3 separate regions of the Mus musculus genome follow, and all the other regions are linked to region 1. The links are chromatin contacts, called in public HiChIP or PLAC-seq maps. All regions are on one chromosome and are shown on one strand. The core of a region is the stretch at or near the end of the contact, and the rest is flanking DNA. Distances in the headings are between cores, read along the strand shown. Region 1 has its middle 26 kb from the start of Jun. Region 2 has its middle 36 kb from the start of Hook1. Region 3 overlaps Fggy (FGGY carbohydrate kinase domain containing).

The links. HiChIP or PLAC-seq counts read pairs in DNA pulled down with a chosen protein or histone mark.
Region 2: a contact with region 1 is called in an H3K27ac HiChIP or PLAC-seq map of the NIH/3T3 cell line, with 9 times the contacts expected there. The contact joins two enhancer-like sites. A contact is called at or near these places in 2 of 15 datasets of contacts at CTCF or cohesin (the NIH/3T3 cell line and pro-B cells), 52 of 484 Hi-C or Micro-C datasets (the AML12 cell line, B cells, the BV-2 cell line and 36 more), 2 of 115 datasets of contacts at active chromatin or transcription factors (the NIH/3T3 cell line and epiblast stem cells) and 1 of 9 other capture datasets (embryonic stem cells).
Region 3: a CTCF HiChIP or PLAC-seq map of the NIH/3T3 cell line shows a contact between it and region 1, with 14 read pairs. The contact joins two enhancer-like sites. A contact is called at or near these places in 2 of 15 datasets of contacts at CTCF or cohesin (the NIH/3T3 cell line and pro-B cells), 55 of 484 Hi-C or Micro-C datasets (the AML12 cell line, B cells, the BV-2 cell line and 37 more), 5 of 115 datasets of contacts at active chromatin or transcription factors (a beta-TC-6 cell line, bone marrow-derived dendritic cells, double positive thymocytes and 2 more) and 1 of 9 other capture datasets (embryonic stem cells).

The regions. Positions count from the first base shown.
Region 1 is chr4:95,023,552-95,028,628 of GRCm38.p6, reverse strand. No RefSeq gene overlaps it. Among named protein-coding and RNA genes, the nearest start is that of Jun, 26 kb to the left of the region's middle. Within about 2 kb of position 2,523, at least 38 of the 459 cell types and tissues checked have an H3K27ac peak or open chromatin away from gene starts, as enhancers often do. A contact at or near this core is called in the NIH/3T3 cell line, where this site is marked.
Region 2 is chr4:95,929,213-95,934,289 of GRCm38.p6, reverse strand. No RefSeq gene overlaps it. Among named protein-coding and RNA genes, the nearest start is that of Hook1, 36 kb to the left of the region's middle. Within about 2 kb of position 2,794, at least 21 of the 459 cell types and tissues checked have an H3K27ac peak or open chromatin away from gene starts, as enhancers often do. A contact at or near this core is called in the NIH/3T3 cell line, where this site is marked.
Region 3 is chr4:95,907,306-95,912,382 of GRCm38.p6, reverse strand. The region is part of intron 14 of Fggy (FGGY carbohydrate kinase domain containing); the gene reads right to left. Among named protein-coding and RNA genes, the nearest start is that of Hook1, 58 kb to the left of the region's middle. Within about 2 kb of position 2,227, at least 13 of the 459 cell types and tissues checked have an H3K27ac peak or open chromatin away from gene starts, as enhancers often do. A contact at or near this core is called in the NIH/3T3 cell line, where this site is marked.

The DNA of each region.
Region 1 (5,077 bases), core at 1,274-3,773:
TGCATACATACATGTAGGCAAGCACACATACACATAAAAAGAAAACAAATCTTTAAATTTTTCAAATAAATAAATAGGACTAATTTTCTCAAATATTCTTTTTTTATTACATTTCACCTACATATAGGCAGAGACACATGTGACCTACATATGCCATGGTGCACATATGGAGGTCATAGGAAGACCTGCAGGAATTGCTTTTCTTCTTCTACCATGTGAATCCCAGGGATTGAACACCAGTTGTGAGGTTTGGTGAAAATAACCGTTATCGATAATCATCTCACCGGCCCAAATTGTTCTTCTGATGTAGAAGGAATCTGATAAGGCAGAAAAGAATGAAAGGATACACGCTAACTGCACAAGTGCTTTGTGGTGGTACCCTGGTCATCTGACCTGGCCATTAGTATTTTTGAATAACCATTGATGTATAAATGCAAGATACAACACAACCAGACCAGTTCTATTAGTCACAAGTAGCCTGTAAGAGTTTCATCCATTGATAAAAGAGATCAAGATAGAAAATTCACACCAGAATCGTACTGTGCATAATTCATAATCTGTTGTGTGTTATTGGGCTTAAGCTGACTTATAGTAAACCACAGTGGGAAGGGAAATTGAATTTTATCCAGAATGAAGATGGTACTTTTAAGGGACCTAACTCTCAGCACTTTTCTCTGGCTGACAGCATCACACAGCCTTGCTTCTTCTCTTGTCTATAAATGAAGCAACATTTTAACAAACCTTTTCTACAGAAAAGAAAGATTGTTCCTGTAAATCAGCATCCCTGGCAGAAAGGACATCAGATAGCATCTGCTACAGGCTAAGGGTTATTGCTGAGTTGTAGGACTAGCGCACCATTAGCCTCCTTTGCAGAATCAAGCATAGGACAGGTTCTTGCTGACCACTGCTTTAGAAGTGACCACCATTTTTCTGTTCTAACATGTGCAATGAATAGATGGACAGCTCTGGCCAAGTTTGCAATATTAAGCCAACACTGACTTCCAGGTGGGAAAACTCTTTGGACTTGATTTCTTTGTTGAGGAAGAACGTGGTGATGCTGCTGCTAAGATCGCTTGACTTTAAGGCAGTCAAGCTTATTCCTGCCTCTCTAGACTTAGAAGGAAACCTGATCCTAAAATTTCATCACAGAATTAACTCATCCATATCCTCAGACCACCCAGAAGATTTCAAAGATCTTCTTAGACCTGGCCATAGGGCTTCACATCAAGAAGACTAGACAACTGACCAAAGACTCTTAGGATAAATCCCGTAACTGCTTCCATGAACTATAATCCACAGAGGGTCCAATTCTCTTATGGGTTTTCTGCCAACAAACCAGACTCAATATCTTACATAAATAAAACATTTATGTAGTGTTTTCTGTTTTCTGGGCCTAATAATCTGTTGTGCTTCAGAAAATCCTATCGATACGATATTCTCATCACAGTACATACAGAAATTCAGAAACTTGGGGTTCATAAATATCACTAATCTTAGTCTCTAATCTAAGACTGTCTTAATAATGATATTATTCATGTGCCACCTCTCCAGGAATTATTTTGCAGATAATATCAAAAGAGTAAAGTGGTCTGGACAAGGTCACTCAGCTAGTCAGTACCACAACTGGAATTATAAAGTATATTTGGTCAGGTTTTAAGCCATGGACTTCCCATGATACCATGGTGCCTTCCACCAATATCCTACTACTAGTTATACCTAAGTATCCCTCCCCTGAGCCTAGGGCCAAATATTCTCCAAGACCCTTTGGTTGATGATCTGGGTCCATACCTAACTCTTTCTGTTTCTTTTCTTTGGAGATGAGGATTCAAAGTCTTTTGTTGCTGGTGGAACACCTGCTGTACATGAACAGAGCCCTTCCAAAGGTAATAGACGCCATCCACTTTATTCTAGAGACTGAAGAGAGTTCTCTCTATTTGTATTTTAGTATGAGAATGTGGTCAATCCATCCCTTTGGTTGCAGTGTTTCTATGCTGCCCTGCTCCTAGAGGGGTTTGCACGAGGCTAAGAGGTTGCTCACCATTCTGTATTCCCCCACCTTCACCCTGGAATAATCACTCTGGAATAATCAGTATGAGCAATGCCTTGTCTCCACACCTGATCCTTGACAAATGTATGCTGTCACTTCTTATTATATTTGTGCATTGTAAAAGCAGCGTGCTCATTGTGTTTTCTCCCACTGCTATGACAAATCTGTCCTTTCCGTGGCAAAGGCATAAAGGGAGCTGAGCGGTCGCTGGAGCGCTATACCTCATAATAAGTACAAATGAAACCCCACTAAGGCGTTCAACGAATGTTACAACCAGCTCAGTTTTTAATAAAGATCTCTCTCAAGCCAAGGGATTTGAAAGAGGAGGTTTAAGAAACAGGATATTTAAGCACTTCAAATTGTTTCCGCAGAAGGCCTTTCTGCATCTCATTGAAGGAGCGAGTCATCTTCCTGTGTGGAGTGTTCTACAGCCGCTGAATAATAAGAAGGGTATTCAGGTCTGGCTGCAGCCACTGTGTATGGGGTGAGGTCTGTGGCACTGCAATTTCCTTCTCAGAAAGCAGAGGCGCTGCCACACGCCCCATCGCACAGGCTCTTCTCCGGGATGCTGAACAACTGGAGTTGCTAAGGGCTCTCTAGCCTTCCAGCCAGTACATCTGTGGCTGTGGCTTACCCCGAACCTGTGCAGGCAAGTTCCTCCTCCAGGAAAGCATCCATCTTTGCAGCATACTCTACTGACTGAAGTCGGTGCCTGTGCTGAGAAAGGTCAATGGTGGCAGGTAGCAATGATGTGTTTGAGACACACTAGGCCTTAACTTAGGTTGTAGCATTAGAAAGGGCAAAAGACATAAGCCAACATAAATCGATTGGTGTCAGGAGCGAGGGTGATCAGCTTCAACATTCTGGGAAGAATACACAGAAAGTGATGAGGCGTGCACATTGTATCTGAAGACGGCTTCTTACTACCTAAACTGAGTAAGACTCCACTTCAAAAAAAGTTAACAAAAGAGAAGGACCCCACAGTCTAGGCCTTAAAATTACCGTGCCCTATAGGGACAGCCTGTCAGGGAGCTATTGGGGGTAGAATTTCTTCCAACCCACACAGCAGTTTCACAAAAAGTAAGTGTCTACAGATGACCTCAATGGTTGGAAGCCCAGGAGGATTTGAACTCATATATTAGACTCTGAAGCCCAGAGACTCCTTAGATTCCTAAAATTCCATTTTATCCCACTAAATTTTGTCAAAAGTCACCTGTGTTCCATACCCTTAGGGAACACTGAATGAAAAAAAATGAAAGGAGAGAAGGAAGTCATCTTAAGATTTGTTATTTTCTGACCAGGCAACCATCAGCAAGCAACATCAACTCCTTGCCTATAAATGCTCAGTTAAAGCACCATTGATGAGCTTGTTAATGGAGGCTCTTCTGTAACCTCTCTGTCACTGGCTGTTAAAAAATACAGTATTCAGTTGTGATTCACTAATTTCATCACCCTAAAACATCTGTACTGGCTGATGCTCCAATGAGAGGTGTTGAGGCAGAGGGATGATTATGTCAGTTCCATACATCAGAACAGTTGTATTTTGATGGGGGAGGTGATATAAAGACCCCAAAAATTGTCACCTGGCAAGATGCCACACAGTCCTTGCCTTCCTTGGCACCGTGAAAATTACAGAGGTACAGATAACCACAGCAGGGCAGCACTTGTTTCAGGACCAGGGGAGAACGGAAGAAATGGTGTTTCAGCCTCAATGTTTTATTGGGAAGCCACAGGAACTTTCTGGAGTTGTCCCTACACGGTCTTTGGGCCTTTTTAGCTGTAGAACATTGTCTAGTAATTTGTCACAGAATCGAGAGTTTGAGAATTCTGAGATCATCCTAATTCCAAGCACTTATTCTATGAGTGGAAACTGAGGGCCTGGAGCGGTGAGGAGGGGGATAAAAAGTTTTGTGAGTCATACCTCCACTCCTCTGCTTCTTGCTGACTCCCACCAGGTATGAGTTACCCTGCTTGTCTTTCTAGCTTTATCCCACCACACCTGCCCACCCTTTCAAGTCTCACTCAGAGTACAAGAACACCGGGACACTACAAATCTCATTCATTGTGGGACTTGTATCCAGAATTCCCCAGAGTGGGGATTGTATTTATCTAGTTGACATATGATGTCTCAGCCATGCTTAAAATATGCTGTGCATGGCTCTTTAATAAAATGTAGTTGCTACAGTTTGATGGTTTCTTCCAAAATCCTTGTGTTAAACACTTGGTCTCTAATGGGACAGTGTTGGGAGATGGTGCCTAATAGGAATGGTTTGGGCTATAGGGGCATTGTCTTTAAGGATGGATTAATGTCATTATCTTGGTAGTGGGTTCATTATTTAATCTGAATTCATTCTACAAGGACAAGTTTGGCCCCATTTTGTTCTCTGTCAACCTCTCTTTGGCTTTCTACCACGAGACAATGCAAAAGAGAAGCCCATGCCAGATACTACCTCCTCTGCCTTGGACTTCTTAGTCTTTAGGATGGTGAACTAATGGATTTTTGCCTGTTATAAATTGCCTAGTCAATGGTACCCTGTTGTGATGGTACATAAAGAACCAAGACAGAAGTCTGTGAACAGCTCCTGACCTGGAATTTAGAAGACTCAGATTCTGATCAGCTTTGCCAATAAGTCACTTTGAGTCACTTTCAGCTGACAATTAACTTCTCTCTCACGTCCTCAGTGGGTCACTTCAGTTCCTAAATGACACAGTTGAGTCCAATCTAAACTCCATGAAGGCACGGGCTTGATTCACTGCCATCTGCCCAGGGCCTCGAGCCAAGCACACACACCAGGAAGAACTCAACATACTTGTTTAACACATGAAATGGCTTCAAAGTGACTAACAGCAAACAGAGGAGTTGATTCAATCAGTTCCAAAAATCTCAAGTTTTTTCTTCCCTTTCATTAGCAAGATGAGTAAAAATCCCAGCTCATCTGGCTCTTAGCAACCGGTGCTCAAAAGCTGTTCTGGTTGGGTGACTGGCCAGCTGTGCGTTCTTCTATGTGCTCTACTATTATCACGTCACTA
Region 2 (5,077 bases), core at 1,545-4,044, 910 kb before region 1:
ACCAATATAAAGGTGTGCAACATGTATGCAAAATATACTTCTAAGATGAAAACTGCCGTTTCCTGTCCTCAGTGTTAAGCTTTAACCAGGCACCTGGCACTTTGCCCCTCTATCCGCCGAACGAACCTTTATATAACTCTGAGGCCGCTTTTCTCTTCTCTTACTCTGTAAATCCAACCCAGAGACTGAAGGTAGGACTCAAGGCTCTCTGGCTTAAGGCCTTCTTGACTTACTTCCTTAGGCAAGTAGAAATAGCACAGTTCTTAGATCAACCAAGGAATGTCCCAAGGGATCTCTCAGCTGTTTCTTAGCTAACAAGGGGAATGCAGAAGAGGGAGCCATTAACAAACTCACTGTGAAGCATGGAGGACTGACTACAAAATGAAATGAAACTGGTAAAGACATTCACAAAGAAAAGGTGTCCTATAGGGACGTCACGATTGTGCCAAGTAATAGACATTAATAAACAAAACATTTTGGATTTCGACTATGAAGAATGATTATTCAGTAGGGAGGCATATTTTATTTTTAATGGAGAAATTTCAAATCTAGGATTATAGCAAGACTTAAAAATAATACAAATCAGGCTTTTAGAAGCATTTGTGCTAAAAAAAAATAAGTGATTTTAAATGGCTCTCTGGGCATAAAAGAATAATTTTTCACCACAAAATTAATAGGTGACAGTACTGAGATTCCTGAATTTATTAGCAGAAGTGTTCATTTTTATTTAAATAACTGTAGTGTTATAAATGTAATAGAATTTTCTAATATTCAGAAGTTCTCCTTTAGAGATCACAGAAGTAAAAAACAAAAACAAAAACAAAACCTTTGTATATTCAACACTCAGCCCTCCTGCTGTCAGTACCAGTCAAGGTTGTTTATGAGACACTGGAGTCACAAAGGCTCCTCTGTCATCCAGCAGATCCCATCTTAAGTGATTACATTACATAGCTCTGCCCAGTCATTAGTTTCTTGTTTAGTGATGATGTCCTTCATTTTCACTAAACATGATAATGTCCTTCATTTTAAATTCTTTCATTGCAATGATTTGTGAATATGTCTTGAATTCTAAAATTCTAGACCAGGCTACAAGGGTTTCCCATTTGATATTGTACAGGGGATAGTATACAGTATCCCTGGGCACTGGCACAGTGGCACATGCTTTTTGTGTTCAAGCCAGAAAGAAAAAAAAAGTATTATGGTCATTCAGGTGTGTGTGTGTGTGTGTGTGTGTGTGTGTGTGTGTGTGTGTGTGTGTGTATGTGTATGTATGTGTGCGTGCATGCATGTGCACATGCACCGATGTGTATATGTGTAATAAATAAATTTTTAAAACTAAAAGAAAGTCACTAAACATGAGATAAAGGTTTTATAACACTCAGCAACCAAGACACTTTAAAATTTTTTTGACAATTACTTAAAGTAACTCATATTAATGTATACTTATTTTGACCTAAATGTCAGATACCTAATATACCTAAATATAATACCTAAATGTCAGAGATCCTAGAGATGGTTTAATCTGCTAGATTCTGTTCTGTAGTAGGATGTCTCTCTCTGAGAGGAGGTGTACCTTCTAGGGCCTCATGTGGACCCCAGCTGATCAGTACTGGGTTATGTGCTTCTGCAGCAAGAGACAATGCTCTACCATCCTCATCTTTGCTTCCCCACCCTCATCCAGCCTCAGTTTTGTTGTTGATTTTTTATTTTGTCTTTTGAATGCCACATTTATGTTGTTCATATATAGTGAGTATTTATAGTCTAAATTAAAGCTATGTAGTGTATTCCTTGGGAAAATGATTTGTTCAGCAAAGCTGGATTTGGCTTAAAAATTTTTTATTTGGCAATAAAACAAAAATCCCAGGAACCACTGTGGCTACATTGTAATTCTTAATTCATAAAAGCTAAACATATGTATTCACCAAATTAAGCCTTCTACTAGTCAGGTATAATTACATTTTTGTTATTTATCTATACATAGTTATAAATAAAGATTTATGGACATTTACATTTTCCCAATGTAAATTTTGTCTCATGATAGGAAGCAGTGATTTTCTTGGGGATTGGCTTAGGCAAGAGGTACAAAAGAATCATGTAGAAACACTATTAACAGAATGCTAATACCTTGCAAGGTGTTATCTAAGGGGCTTTAAACACAGTGCAACAAGCAACTTGCTGAATCCTTGCCCACCTGGGGACCAGGTTTGTAGTGGAGAGATCCATGGACAGCGGAACAGGGAGGTACCCTCTTTCAGGCTAACTTCTCCATGGCTGAAGGCCCACCATCTTCTACTAACTTCCTCCTTGATTTTAAGATGCTGAAGGAATCCTGGGCATGTTGCACTCCTTGTCTCAGCTGTATTTTCCTTTCCCTACAAAGGTCAGGTCTGAACATTTAGGATGGTCATCACTGCAAAAACACTGTAGCCACAGGGCAAGTTGTGGGGAAGGGCTATTTCTCTGATGGTACAGTGGGGTTCCCTCCAAAATTTTGCAACTGGAAAGACATGAAGTTAGATCCTTTCTCCACACTACCTATGTGACTACAGCACTTTTTTATCTGTTTGTTGTTGTTGTTTGGTTAGTTGGTTTGTTTTGTTTTGTTTTCTGACCATCATCTTCTCAATTAGACAGTGAGGTTAATGCTGTGAACCTCAAGATGTGGTAGTAAGGACTGAGGAGAATAAACAGGAAAGACCACATTCTTATGTTTCTGTCTTTCCTAACCACAGACAGCCATTGCACTGCATAGTGCTTTGTGTGGGCTGGCTTAGGCATGCCCGGGTGCCTTAGTCAGAACTCATCAGCTGGACCAGCTGGAGCATGTTTAATTTGGGTCCTAACATCTTGTGCTCTATCCTATTCCTCGTCTGGGATGTTCACCAGTCCCTTATTCCAAGTTTTGACTGGGGCTCCCTGTGTGGCTAGGAATAGAGTCACATCCACCTTCATCCTGGGCCGCACCTTGGTTACCAAAGACCACTACTTCAGGGCTGGAGTCCTCACCTTGAGTATAATACTGCTAATCTTGTGTCTAGGTCCTGCAAGAAGAGAGACATGGACCAGGCTATTGAGCTATGGGCTGTGTGTACTTAATCTAGTCAACCCTTATCCTCCTGTCTTAGTTTGTGTTCTTTTGCTGTGAGGAAAACATGATGACCACAAGCAAGTTGGAGAGAGAAGAGTTTGGTTTTGTTTTAGTTTTGGCATACACATTCTGATCACAGCATATCATGAAGGGAAGACAGACATAGCAGGAACTTAAGTAGGAACTAGAGCGGAGACCATGGAGAAGGAGAAGCACTGCTTCGGCGACCCACCTAACCCTTAGGTTTTCACTGCGACTGAGGCTATACTTTCCAGGCTTTCCTGCCTCTTACAGTGTCAACCTCAGCTTCATCCTTGAACCCTTCATGACTTCAAAACCTCTACCACAAGGAAGAATCTTCCACATTACCAAGTCTGGCTGTCAACATGGGAAGCCGTTGCCTCCTCTGGACCACAGCTCCTGTGTACTGACTCTAAGGAAATAGTCCCAGAAGATTCCAGTTTTGAGATGCTGCTCTCTCCTTATTCACAGCTAGTTTCTCAGCTCCAGCCGACCTATGGGTCCGGTAAAGCAAATGTTTCCCTTAAGTAGTCTGGTCTTTTGTTAACTGCAGCTGATTCTTCAGCATCTCTAGCTGCCCAGAACCAGATTCCTAATTCAAAAGAAATCATACAAATGACCCTGATAGCCTTGGCTTCTCTCAGAAACATCACTATCCAGGCTTCCATTGTCTGCATTGCTGTCAGTATTTTTATCTTCCAAACTCCCATGGGATAGACTCAGTGGCTTTTGCAGCCCAAAGTTCCAAATGCTTGCATAATCTTTCCTTATACCCCATCCATCCCTGGTATCAGTTTTTTTTTCTAGGTTGTTTTCTATTGATGAGATAAACACTATGACTGAAGGGACCCACATACTGCAGGGTACCCACACACACACTCTTCACCCAGGATTAGGTATGGGCCATACCCAAACACCAGTTTCCAAGCACAAATTACATGCAAAGAGATTCTTAATTAAGCAAGGCAAAGAGACAAAGTGGCTTAATTAGAATAGGGCAGAAACAGCGGCAACTAATTTTGCAAGTGTTAATTATAAGAGGGGAAAACAGGGAGTTCTGTGTTGGAATGAGGCAGGCTTGTGTTGGTAAGTTCTGATTGGATACCTTAATTAGGTTAATCAAAATAATGAATTTTGATTCCTGGACCTTTATGTTTTGATTGTTGGACCTTGGCAATCAGTCTTAGGAATGAATCAGTGGCCAAATAAGAGACTAGATGTTGGTGGCACAGTTAGAATGTGACCTAACAGTTCAGCAGGGCGAGCAGGGTAAAAGGAAGAAGCTACCGAGGGCCATGCTCGCTGTGCTGGGCCTGTGTTGGCCATGTTCTGTCTGCTAGAGTCATTCATTCCCACCCTTTTGCTTTATTATTGGGTTGTTAGGTATTGGGTAAGAACATGTCTTTCTCTCTGATTGCTTCCTGATGATTAGGGGAGAAGATCAAGAAAAAGGGAGTCATTAATGGAATTGAAAGTGGGTCTGGCAGGGGAGGAAGGAGGAAAAATAAGAGGCTCAGAAGGAAAGTACAGATTCAGTAAGCTCTGGGTTGAGGAGCTGGAAAGTTCCTCAAAGCTGAGATCGTAGGTGTTTGTAGATGCCAGGAGTCCTTCCAAAGGCCATTAAGGTATAGTCCCCATGCCCAGATGAGGATGTTCATGGGCCAGATGGGGAAACAATGTCATCTTTAGTGGTAAGAGGTTGGTAAATGCCTGAGGAGCTGATTACAAGTTTGGTTATTTATTTGTCAAATCTGTTTGGTTAGGAAAAAGGAAAGCTGTTAAGGAATAGAGGGACAAACTGTAATAGAGGAACAATGATAATAAGGGGCTCACCCTAAAGGCCGATCCAATTCATTAAAGGGGTCTTGGGTCTAAGAGGCAAGTTCCTTTTAGGAGGTCCTCAAAAAGGCAGGTTAGCTAGTAAGCATTTCCTCCTCGTACCCCCAATTTGTTGATGCAGTAGCAGCA
Region 3 (5,077 bases), core at 978-3,477, 880 kb before region 1:
AGCTTGCCATCATTCACAGCTAGGCTTCTCTGCAGACTCACTCTGTGCGTGTGATCAGGCAAACATCTTGCTTTCTTTATGGGTGTTTTCTCGTCTGAAAAGTTGGCAATAACATGTCGATCATAATGTTGGCAGGTCAGTTATGTAAGAGATTTGAGGCACATCATAGCCTTATATATTTTGTTATTCTGCTGGTGTGCAGGATTCACAGGCCAGATCTGATCTTTGACTCATCACTGCACTAAAACCCATGCTTGACTCTGGCTGGACTCTGCTATTCATCCAAATAAATGTACTAAACCAATAGTATGAGGTAAATTTTGTCTCTGGGTTTTTACCCATGACACTTCTGACACTAAATGTGTGGGTCCACACTCCCCCTTGTACCAATCGACTTCCAATTCTTTAGACATCAATTAAATTCCAGCACTATCTACCCAGAGTCAGGGTCATACTTGTACTGGAAGGTTCAAGGCTGTCTCAACTTTAGTTGCAAGTCTCATGTTTCTCTATATGTCTGATGAACTACAAATCACAGGCTTCCCAATTTGCTTGAATGGATACATATAATATAGGAAATGTTTACTTACTGTTAATAATATGTTATCAGGGCTACAAATATTAGGCAGATAGAAATGCAGAAAGACAAGGATGCAGCAAGGGTCCATGCTCTCTGGGCACAGCAATCTGCATGACAAGCATGTGGTCATCAACCTAGGGTCTATCTGAATCCCATCCTTTGGAGATTTGTTAGATGAGAAAAATAGAGAGAACCTTATTCTCTATCTTGGAAAGTTAATGGAGAGCCTGAAAATTACTCATCCCCCAATCTGAAGGATCTATAGTTTTCCAGCCATTAACCTTCTCACAAGCATTCAAGAAGATACCATTTTGAAGAACTCCAAAGGTTTAAGGAGTTTGCCTTTCAGGAGCTGAAAGACAATGACAACACAATTTCTTCCCCTCTTAAAACTTGCAGTGAACACCAAGAGTTTCTGATGAAATTCAGACTTCGTAAAAATCTCAGTGTCTGAAATCTTCATGATGGAATTTGTGTCTGTTTTCAGCACTGCTGTATTCATTACCCTCCTAGTGAGCCATTCTAGAAATATTAACTTTCGGGCTATGACTGACCATGCTAAAATTGCTCCTTCCCAATTTGTACCTCTCCCAGTAATCTTTGAGGACTGTCCTTTTCTTTTAGGGCCTCCCTCTTCAAATACACTTTCTCCAAGACTTACCTTTGGCCACCCTTAATTGGCCTCAAGTGTTGAGTTTGACTCAATCCACTTCTAAATACCAGTGGCTGTACCATCACACTTTCTTAACTTCACAACACAGTGAAGTTTCTTAGCCTCCTACACAGTGTCATCTGACGTTTTATTGCTAATTGGCTTAATCTTTACTTCATTTCACGAGGTCTCTCACTTCATCTTTTTCCAGAAGCAGAAGCACTTGGCAGCCTTCTTCATGTATCACCAGTTTTTAGTAGAGTATTAAGAGTTAGCTGAGAGGATGAATTTATCAAATGTATATTTAATGTAAGGACTGTACATTTGATTGTCAAATTCTGGGGTGGAGAGGGAGGACTCTATCCCTTTTAAATGAGGAAGCTCAGGTTCAGAGCATTCACACGATTTTCCTAAATTAATAAATTACAAGCTTGCTTCAAGTCATGAGTAAAATGGGGTCCATTTCAGGAGCCCATGCTCACCAGGGAGATGTCTAGGCTGAGGCCATCACAGTTACCCTCCATGTGATGACTCTGAGACCCTGTAAAATTCTCAAAGCTTTCTTTTCCCCTGTCAAGGTCACATTTAACCATGGTCACTACATTGTGCTTATATAAAGAGAAAGGCAGATTCATTGATGTTAAGAGAAACTGCTCATGTTACTTTTTGAAACAAACTAAACAAAATTACTACCATCTGTATGACCCTGAGCAAGACCTTTCCCATTCCTTGACCTCACTTATCTGCAGAGTGAAAGCATTTGCTTAAATTATCTCTAAAATCTTGCCAGCTCTGCAGTCAGTTTTGTGGGGGTGGGGGTGGTAGGGTGGCTGTGTTTGCACTGTGTGAGCTATCATAATTAACTTTCATCCAACAAGTGTTACTCTTGAGTTTCTGAGGTTTCCCTAGTCTCATTCCAACAAAACACACATCCACTAAACTTCATGGAAACACAACATTTTATCTTGATTAATCATGGGTCATCATAGCACAGGGGAGCGACTCTATCCCTGTTAAGAAGGTTGGGGGTAGAGTCCTAATACATAGCCTGACTGGTAAGGACTGGGTCTAAATATGAATATTGAGCAATTCATCCTATTTATGTGAACGTGACTCATTTTTATCTGATTTCTAAGGCTTCTTACTAAAAACATCAGAAAGATCATAGGCTCTAAAAATGTAAACAGGCTCAATTAGTCACTTATTGTTTACTGAAACTGATATGATCCTGGTGATAAAGTGTTGCAGTGAGCTGTACAAGAAACAGTGGCCATGTCAACAATAACAGTGGTAGTAGTGGTGGCAGCTAGTATTTTATAAAGTATTTACTATGGCTAATGCTATACAAACACCCACTGATTCCTTCAGTTGAAAGATCAAGTTCTGAAACCTATTCTTAACTAAGTATTATGGACTTCAGAGAGGGCCAAGTCCATTGAATATTTTTAGTTTCATTTAATTCTTCATTCTAATATCATAAATTTTTAGTTTTTAAAAATTACTTGAGTTTTGAGAATTTCACACAATATATTGTGATCATGTTTTTTTTTCCCCCTTCCCCAAATCCTCCCAGATTTCTCTCTACTTCTGTGCCAAATCAATTTCATGTTCTTTCTCACTCTTAAAACAAAACAGAAACCAGAGAGCTGAAGAGGTGGCTTAGCAGGTAAGAGCAATGGCTGCTTCTTCAGAGGATCCAGGCTCAATCCCAGCACCCACAGCAGCTCACAACCCTCCATAATTCCAGTTCTGCAGGTTCACTGACTTATTCTGACCTCCTTGGGCACCAGGCACATACACAGATTGATACACGCAGGCAAGGCCACCATACACATAAAGTAAAAGGAAATAAATCTTAAAACCAAACCCAAAGTACAAAAACATATGGGGTCCTTTTTTGTTAGCTATTCCTGATCATGGGGCCTGCCCTGGAGCGTGGTTGATACTGGTTGATACACTCAGTATCACTCCACTGAAGAAAGCTGGTTTTCACTCTTTCAGCAATTCCTAATCGCAAACACCTTCTCTGATTCCTGGCCAGGAGCAGGGCTTTGTGTCCACTTCCCCCTTTTCCAAGCTCAGGTTTGTCTGGCTGGAGCTTATGCAGGTCTTGTGCTGCTATCTCTGCCAGTTCATACTGCACCAGCCTCATTCTATCTGAAAATACTGTCTCCTTAAAATCATTTACTCCCCCTGCCTCTGCTTCTGCATAGATCCCTGAGCCTTTAGGTCAGGGTATGATAGAGACACCCTACTTAGATCTGAGCACTCCAGAACCATTCACTCTGTTTCTATGTTAATTATCTATTGCAAGTAGAAGACTCAGATGAGGGTTAAGTGATGCACTCATCTATGGGCATAGCAACATGTCATTAAGAATCATTTTATTGCTATATTATTTAACAGAAAAATAGTACTATGTTTTGCCCTAGACTTCATGAATTATCTAGTTGTATACTCTTAACCTTATTATGTCAGATATGGGTTGTATCTCATGGAATGGGCCTTGAACTCAATAAACGTGGTTGGTTACTCCCATAACATGTTTGCCACTACTGTAATAGTGGGCAAATGTACTAGGTTGCTATTATAGCTCACAGGATTCATAGCTTGGTGCTGTTTATGATCACTTTTCTCCTCTGAGAGCATGTACAGCACTTTCCAGCACTATGAATGCTAGCCAATAGGGCTGAAGCTTCCAGTTGAGTACGAGCAAGCTTTTTTCTCCATCTTCCATATTTAGCAGTAGGATCTCAGCATTTTGTTGTAATGTAATCACCTGTAAAGTTTGAGGGGGCTGTCCATGGGACTCCTTCAACCAATGACTCAAAAAAGTTGTAACCCACTACTAGTACTAGGGATTTATTTGGCAGCATATGATTTCTGATCGAGATATTGTTTCCCTCATTATATAACTCTATATAGTAATATCATTAGACTCCTTTTCCATACATATATATTTTAGGAAGCTTCCATATAGTAGGCTTCCATATGGATTTTTAAAAAGACTTTAGTGTTAAGTCAGCAATTGGCAGGCATTTTCTAGGAAAGGAGAAATAGAATGTAACATTAGAAAAGAACATAGGGGAAATTGGAACAGAAGGAATAATATAGGGAGGGGTAAGTAACAATAATGGAAAATTTAATATCTATTTCATGGGTTGTTGTATGTGCCAAACATCTTAAAGTATCATTAGGAGTCATCATAGTGTTTAATTATTAACTGAAATGAAATTGTTTTTCTAGAAAGTTTATTAAAAGGTTAGAGCTGTCATTTCTGTGTTTCAAGTCAGCTGAGATGGGTGGTCTTGGGTGGGTGCAGTTTGTCAATATTCTCATAGTTCCTCATCATTTGCAGAATAGTGAATAAGATTTCAGATCCATATCTGAGGTTTATTTCAGCTGACAGAGTCACAGCAATACACCTCCCCTGCACTGGACCGCTTTTGCCAGCCTTTCCTTCATAGTAATCTATCCAGTAAAGCTCAGGTTCCTGAACCATATACCCTTCCCAAGAATACTTCAGGGTCTGTTTATAAGACCACATGATGCTATTTGTTTTTAATTTGAACTCTAGCATTCCCAGAGCCAAACACTGAAACTCAGCTTTTAGGCTTGCTATACTTCCATACATTCCTATAGCCATACAGATCAGTTATCTCATTTGTATAATCATTTCTACCAAATGTTACTCCTAATTCCTTGGAAATTTATTCCATCCTTTTCTCATAACTTCTAGCCTTCTTTCTTTTAGTGTAAATTACAGACTGTGATATGGCCATCCATATTAAGCCAGCACATATTTATGTCAGATATATTGACCAACACCACCATTAACATTCTCT